Linked DNA regions of Macaca mulatta: region 1 is linked to region 2. The links are chromatin contacts, called in public Hi-C maps. All regions are on one chromosome and are shown on one strand. The core of a region is the stretch at or near the end of the contact, and the rest is flanking DNA. Distances in the headings are between cores, read along the strand shown.

What was found. Hi-C and Micro-C count contacts between places; a contact is called where the count stands out from the background.
Region 1: a Hi-C map of liver shows a contact between it and region 2, with 2.2 times the contacts expected there. The contact joins the promoter of UBXN2A here to the promoter of SF3B6 in region 2. A contact is called at or near these places in 2 of 14 Hi-C or Micro-C datasets (fetal cortex germinal zone and liver).

What each region holds. Positions count from the first base shown.
Region 1 is chr13:101,114,107-101,118,172 of T2T-MMU8v2.0, forward strand. UBXN2A (UBX domain protein 2A) reads right to left here and starts at 2,019. Exons shown (of 7, transcript XM_015111809.3): 1 at 1,664-2,019. It overlaps ATAD2B (ATPase family AAA domain containing 2B), which reads left to right and starts at 2,201. Exons shown (of 28, transcript XM_077960076.1): 1 at 2,201-2,720. The coding sequence starts at 2,505.
Region 2 is chr13:100,965,167-100,969,046 of T2T-MMU8v2.0, forward strand. SF3B6 (splicing factor 3b subunit 6) reads left to right here and starts at 1,702. Exons shown (of 4, transcript NM_001260884.1): 1 at 1,702-1,931. The coding sequence starts at 1,902. It overlaps TP53I3 (tumor protein p53 inducible protein 3), which reads left to right. Exons shown (of 5, transcript NM_001266424.1): 5 at 530-812. The coding sequence ends at 712.

The sequences.
Region 1 (4,066 bases), core at 769-3,268, 150 kb after region 2:
ACAGGCACCACACCCAGTAGTCTCAGCGACTGGGGAGGCTGAGGCAGGGGGATCGCTTGAGCCTGGGAGGTCGAGGCTGTAGTGAGCTGAGGTTGTGCCACTGTACTCTAGCCTGGGTGACAGAGCGAGACTCTGTCTCTCTCTCTTTTTGGTAGAGAGAGGATCTCACTATGTTGCCCAGGCTGGTCTCAAGCCATCCTCCCACCTTGGCCTCTAAGTGCTGAGAATACAGGTGCGAGTTACAGTGCCTGGCCGAAACCAGTCTCTTTCCACAGGAATTGATACTTGTTTATTCTGCTCATGGATGTGATGGCTACCTGACCCAGGAAAATCCAGGTATGGTTCCATTATGAGGAATCCACACCCATTAAGATGCCAGCTCTAAGTGGCAGGTGAAGTATCCAGGAGAGGATGTGGCATGCAAATTGTGTCAGAAGGATTTATCTATTCTGGAATCCATACTGGTTCCCAAACAGAAAAAAACATTCTCATTCCCAGTGTCGTACAGTTTTTTGGAATGACTGGGAGCTTAGATGGCCAGAATGCTCTAAGTTTGATGCCATTTGGTCATTTTCAGGACGTTTCTTGAGTCTTCAATTTTTCTTAGTTTAATAAAGAGTTTAATAAACTTCTGCCCAATAACCAGTAGGCTATGTCTAATGTACTGTGAATTTTTTTTTTTTTTTTTTTTTTTTGAGACGGAGTCTCATTCTGTCACCCAGGCTGGAGTGCAGTGGCACGATCTCGGCTCACTGCAACCTCTGCCTCCGGAGTTCAAGCGATTCTCCTGCCTCAGCCTCCTAAGTAGTTGGGATTACAGGCATGTGGCACCACACCTGGCTAATTTTTTGTATTTTTTAGTACATGGGGTTTCACCATGTTGGTCAGGTTGGTCTCGAACTCCTGACCTCAAGTGATCCACCTGCCTCGGCCTCCCAAAGTGCTGGGATTACAGGCCTCAGCCACTGCTCCCGACCTGTATTGTGAATTTTTGAAATGAACCTAATTCCTACTTTACAGCAAAGTTTTTTCTCTCCTTCCTTTCTTTTTCCTTCCTTCCGTTTCTTCCTTTTCTTTCTTTCTTTTTTTTTTTTTTTTGAGACAGGGTCTGGCTCTATCGTTCAGGCTGGAGCGCAGTGGCGTCATTTCGGCTCACTGCAACCTCCGTCTTCTGGGTTCAAGTGATTCTCATGCCTCAGCTTCCCGAGCAGCTGGGATTACTGGTGCCCGCCACAACACCCGTCTATTTTTTTGTATTTTTAGTAGAGACAGGGTTTCACCATGTTGGTCAGGTTGGCCTCGAACTCCTGACCTCAGGTGATCCACCCACCCCGGCCTCCCAAAGTGCTGGGATTACAGGCGTGAGCCGCCGCACCCGGCCTGCAGCAGAGCTTTTCATATGAATTGTGTGGCTTAATTTTTTTTTTCTTTGGAAGTTAAATTGCAAATGTTATATCTTTGGGCTCAGCTTTTTGAATGCTAATTCTTCAGCGGGCCAGGGGCAGGGGGCGGTGATAGAGGCGGCTCTTAGAGGGAACTCATTCTTTGACTCCGCCTTAGATCTGGCTAAGAGGATAGAAAACGACCCTGCCTCGCTTTGTTTAAAGACGCAGGGTTCTAGCGTGGTGTTTCGCGCCCCCCACCCTTTTCGTCTTAAGCTTACCACGTTCCAGATACCGCCCAGATCAATTTTTTATCACAGCTGTCATTCTCATTTTTACAGGCATGAAAAGTGCGACTCAAGTTCAGTGTCTTGCCTCGGGTAGCTCGGGGATTCCCAGTCAGCTCCTCGCGACTTCGTCGCCGCTCCCCTTCCACCCCGCGCCTTCGCCGGCCGTCCCCTGCTCCATCCAGGCCACGGGGGAGACGGTGGGGTCTGGGGCCGTCCAGGCCTGGCTGGGCACGAGAGCTTCTGGCCCAAGTCCACGCCCGAACTCGTCCTGATCAGTCTGGCTTTTCTGGTCCCCCCAGCTTTGCGGTAGCGGAGACCTGGAAACCATCGAGCTGACAGCCCAGAGCGTCGCTCCCCGGCCGCCGAGCGCTGACGCCGCGCCGGGGGCGGGGCAGCTGGAGGCCGCGGGGAGAGGAGAGAGCTGCCGGGAAGGGCTGGCTGGCCTCGCAGCGCCCCGCCGCGGCTGCGGCCGGAAGCGGTCTCGTTGGCCCTGCGGCGCTGGAGCCCTGACGCACGGAGCTCGAGAGCGAGAACGGGAGAGAAAGGGGTAGAAATGGCGGCTCCGCTCAGCTCCCGCTGAGGAGGGCGAAGCCGGCGGAGTGTCTGTGCTGCCGCCTGCAGCACCGCCCCCGCTTCCCGCTCGCCGCTTGCTCACGCCGACTTCCCTTCCTCTGCCCGGCTCTCTCTTGTGCTCGTCTGCGCTCTGCACGCTCCGGACCGGCTCGTCTCTCACTGCCCGGCTCGGCTCCGCTGGCCCTGACTGACCGGCCGGCGGGCCGGCCTTGCTCGGCTCTCCCGGGCGCGGCGTGGACTCCGTCCCCCTGGCTGGACCATGGTGAACACCCGGAAGAGCTCTCTCCGCCTTCTCGGGTCCAAGTCTCCTGGTCCCGGGCCTGGGCCTGGGGCCGGAGCAGAGCCTGGGGCGACCGGAGGCAGCAGCCATTTCATCTCCTCTCGGACCCGCTCCTCCAAGACCCGCGCCGCCAGCTGCCCCGCCGCCAAGGCCGGGGGAAGCGGTGGCGCCGGCGTCACTCTGGATGAGGCCAGGGTAAGAGCGCGGCGTCCCGAGTCCGGAGGCTCGGAAGTGCCGGCCCGGCTGCCGAGGCTTTGTCTGGCCGGGTTGGGGGCAGGAAGCCTCCAGTGGAGACTGCTCGGGCGGCTGGAGACAGGGTCTGCGGGCGCGGTGGAGGGTGGCACCCAGGAGAAGGGCCGCGACGCTGTCCCCTTTGCTTTTCAAGCTGGCCCGGCTCTTTTGTGTAAAGAACAGCCCATGAGTCCAGGGGAGAGGGCTTTGGGGGTCCCTTTCGGGGTCATTCGAACGATCTGCTGTCCTTGTCCTTGTCCTGCCCCAGAGGGGAATTCTAGCGGGGAAGCAAGAGCGAAGGGCCAGAACCCCTGGGTGGAAGGGTTGGAGAAGTGAAAGTTTTCTGCGGTGTCAAACCCTTCTTGAAAGTGTGTCAGTTCCTGCCGCTGTCTAACTCCAGCTTACTCTCAGTTTGGGGGTGGTTCAAGTTGGTGAGGAAGTGAACAGAGAGCTCCAGTTGGCAGCCAGGCAGGGATGCTGAAAAAAGTTTGTAGCTGCTCTGACACCAACTTTAAAAACAAAATCAACGCTATCGCCTCTCCAGGCAGGAGAGATCAAACATGATATTATGGCTGGGGAACCAGCCAGCTAGCTCACCAAGGTGCTAGTAGGAACCAGAGCTTTCAGGTCACAGAAGGAGCACGTCGAAAGAAACAAGTGGAATGTTTCGGATAGTCAGCACTATCGTGCCAAAACTGTGTGGTTTCTTGGGTGTCTACATTTTCGTTATGGGACTATATTACAAAAGTTGAATGAACACCAGTGTTGTCATGCAGTTGCAAAAATGACATTTGAAGACCCTGGTGATTGAATTAAAAAAATGATTGAAAGATCTTGAAATTTTATTACCTACAGTATAAAGCTAAGCACAGATATTTATTGCTTTAAAAAGGAATTGACACGTTTATTTTACTATGAAATTGTTTCTGAATTCAGAGAAGAGTGTATTGCTTCTGTCTGAAAGAGACTGACTTGCTAAGTAATTTGGCTGGAAAATGCTGTTCATTTAAAATGCTTCTTTAATTCCATACCATTTTGTGGTTCTTACTGGGGGGAAGCAATATTTTATGTTCTAGGGGTCTACAAGATCGCGGTTTGTGTGTGCTTTTTCTCTTTGTGTCTTAAACTGTTTTGACACTAACAACGGATCTAGGCAGAGACAACAGGAATATTTTACGATACTACTCTGAAATATTTTTATTATATCTTTGAAAATCGTCTTAGCTTTTATTTGATAAAATTTTGGGCATTATAACTGTCCTATGTAATAGACTATTTTGGGGGCTTACGAATCTCTTAGGTTGAAATAA
Region 2 (3,880 bases), core at 452-2,951:
TTTTTAGACAAAGAACAATAAATTTGAGAAGAAATAAGGCAAAATCGGGCTAGGGATAGTAAATTTCTAGGGAAGTCACTAGGAGATATATGGGGGTGGGGGGCGTAAAACTAGTGGAAGATAAGGGTTACTTCCTTAAGTTTATTTATTCAGTTCCACTGTAGCCCTGTTTCCAGTCTCCGGTGATAAAGGCTATTTTCTTGCCCTAGTATGGGGAGGGTGCCCCTCCCACAGGAATCTTTATGACTTGCTACATGCAAGAAGAGACAGGTCAGCTATCCTTTTCTGAAACTACAATTTCTCCAATGTTTTCACCTCAAAATAAACAATATACCTATCAGACATATTCTGAGATGGCACATCACTCCTTCAGGGGTATTGCACACACATGCTAGAAAGTGAGGGGTTAAGTGTCCCCGTGTTCTTTTTCAGATATGTGGTTTCAGAGAGAGCAAGAAGGCTGAGGAGGATGAGGAGGGCGGGGTGAGGCTCTCTCCCCAGGCTGATGCTCTCCTTTCCCTTGTCTTAGTACAAGCAAATGCTAGTGAATGCTTTCACGGAGCAAATTCTGCCTCACTTCTCCACGGAGGGCCCCCAACGTCTACTGCCGGTTCTGGACAGAATCTACCCAGTGACCGAAATCCAGGAGGCCCATAAGTACATGGAGACCAACAAAAACCTAGGCAAGATCGTCCTGGAACTGCCCCAGTGAAGGAGGAGTGGGCAAGACAGGACGCGGCCACCTCAGGCCTTTCTAGAGCAAACCTGGAGAAGATTCACAATAAACAGGCAAGAAACCCGGTGCTTCCTCCAGAGCCGTTTAAAGTTGGTCTAAGGAAATAAAGAGTGGACTGGAAGGGTGGCACGCGGACTGCGGCCGCCGCGGCGGGGTTGGGGAGGGAGTCCGGCGGGCGTCGCAGCGGGGATTTCAGAGGCCCGATCAGCTGAGGCTCCACCTGAGCGCCCCTCCAAGGTCGGAGGTTCTGGGTATAGTTACAGCGTCAGCCGTGACACAAGCCGCCAGAACCCCGCAGACTCCGCCTTGAGCACGGCTAGAGGCTCAGGCCCACCATCGCGTCTCCCGCACCTGCCCGCGCGCCCCGCACGGGCACCACAGCAGGCCCTGGCCCTACCGGCTACTCACCTGGGCCCCACCCCACCTCTCGCCGCCCTCCTCAGCCCCCACCACCTCCCGCTACACATCTGGGCTCCGCTGCACCTCCACCACCCTCCTCAGGCCCCGACCACTTCCCCTACTCACCTGGGCCGCACCCCACCTCTCACCGCCCTCCTCAGGCCCCGCCCCCTCCCGCTACTCACTTGGGTCCCGCCCCAGCTCATCTCGCTCCTCAGGCCCCGCTTCCTCCCCGATACTCACTTGGGCCCAGCTCCAGCTCTCAGCACCCTCCTCAGGCCCCGCCCCCTCCCGCTACTCACTTGGGCCCCTCCCTATTTGTCATAACCCTCCTCAACCCCCGCCTCCTTCGCTCCCCAATTACTCACCTGGGCCCCGCCCCAGCTCACCGCCCTCCTCAGGCCCCGCCCCCTCCGCCCGGCTCCCTTTGGTCAGGGAGGGCCTCCCCTACCGGAACATCCCGCCTTTTGGAGGCTACGCCCCGCCCTTTACGCTACAGAGCCCGGAAGTGTCTTGAACTCGCGTTTCCATCTTCCGGCCTCGCGTCTCTCTCAGGCTCGGTTTTACCCGGGAGTGTATTGGAAGGGGGCTGCTACGTCAGCGCGTCTCGGCGTGAGACAGCGCTATTCCGCTGTAACAGCTTCCGGCGGGTCCTGGATGTTGATGTCCTGCGTCTAACGCGGTGTAACGCCTGAAACCGAGCGAGCTCCGGAGGGGTCCGGAGGAATTTCAGTATCTGCTACGGTAACCTTATCAGCCCGCCAAGATGGCGATGCAAGCGGCCAAGAGGGCGAACGTGAGTACCGGGTGTTCTGCAGAGGTTGGGAGAACTTCGGGTTTGCCTTTATTAGCCCGTGGATCGGAGCATTCTTGCCCCTCCTCCGTCCCCAGAGCGGAGAACTCCAGAATTCCTATCCTGTCAGCGAAGACACTATCCTGGCCCCATCCTCGGAGATATGCTCCTTGAGCGACATTTCTGCCCCCACCCCTTTTGAGAGTTCCTCAGTCTCTAACCTAGTGTCAGTCATAGTGTTACCCCTGTAGCCTCTTTGCTTGACCTGCACCTAAGGACCTGGCGTTAGGATTATCTCCTTGGCTTAAACTCGATAGCGCAGAAGAGTTCTCAACTAACTTAATGGTTCACCAACAATTGGGGCCTGGGATTCCCCTCAGATCATGGAGCTTTTCGGATCCTTCATTAATATATTAATTAAAACAATATTTTTTGAGCACCTACTATGTATTCTGCTTGCCATGTGGGACATAATTCATCAGTTATATTTATTGAACAGCTACTATGTGGCAGACACTAGTCTTACGTATTGGGAATACAGCCGTGAATAAAACAAGTCCTTCTGCTTACATTCTAGTGTTTGAGAGTGCAGTGTTATGGAAACTTTAAAAAAAAACTCAAAAGAGAGATTAGTCAACTGTAAAACGCTTAGAGGTATAAGATGAAGGTAGGCCATGCGAGGTGGCTCATGCCTGTAATCCCTGCACTTTGGGAGGCTGAGGTGGGAGGATTGCTTGAGCCCAGGAATTCAAGGCTGCCTTGAGCCATGATTGTACGACTGCACAGCACTTCAGCCAAGAGACAGAACAAGACCCTGACTCAAAAAAAAAATTTAAAAAAAAGAAAAAAGAAAAGACAGACAATTGACCATTGGATATGTAAATGGAGACTTTTGGTGACCTTGATGATAGGAATCATTTCAGTGGATGAAAGCTTGATTGCAGTGGGGTGAAAAGATGGTGAAAGTTGAGAAAATGGAAACAGCAAAGACACTGTCTGTGAGTTCTCATGTAAATAGGAAGTAGGGAAATTGGATGATAGTTGACTTTTTTTTTTGAGAGAGAGACTCTCACTCTGTCGCCCAGTCTGGAGTGCAGTGGTGCAGTCTTGGCTCACTGCAACCTCTGTCTCCTGAGTTCAAGCAATTCTCCTGCCTCAGCCTCCTGAGTAACTGGGATTACAGGTACCCACTGCCACACCCGGCTAATTTTTGTATTTTTAGTAGAGACAGGATTTCTCCATGTTGGACGGGCTGGTCTCGAACTCCTGACCTCAAGTGATCCACCTGCCTTGGCCTCCCAAAATGCTGGGATTACAGGCATGAGCCACTGCACCCAGCCAGATAGTTGACTTTTTAAAAGATGTGTGATATAGGCGTGTTTTTATGCCAATGGGAGCAATCCAGCACGGTGTAAGAAACATGATATGGAAGAAAGATAGGTTAAGTCCAGAAGTGGAGGTTTTTAGTAGATGAAGGTTGGCGTAGTAATAGAGGAAAAGTAGTTGGATATAGATGAAAAGTATTTACCAGTTGGTCATGTCTATTTTCTCCAGGAAGCAAGAATCAGGGTCATCTCCTGGGATGGGCAGGGAAGAGGCTACAGCCCAACTCAGGTGTTAGCAGGAGTGATGGTGGTAAGGTTTGCGAAGGCCTACAGGTACCTACCACCGTGCCTGGCTAATTTTTAAAATTTTATGGGGGTCTCACTATGTTGTCCAGGCTGGTCTCAAACTCCTGGGCTCAAGTGATCCTCCCACTTTGGCCTCCCAAAGTGCTGGGATTATAGGCATGAGCCACTGCACCCAGCCTCTTGTTGCTTTTTCAAAGATCTTCCCATTTTCAGAAACATCAAATTATACCTCTTATTCTTGGCTTATTATTATGTATCATTAAGAATTTTTTTAAATGGTAGCACTTCTGCCCCTAATTATAATAACAATACATATTTCTC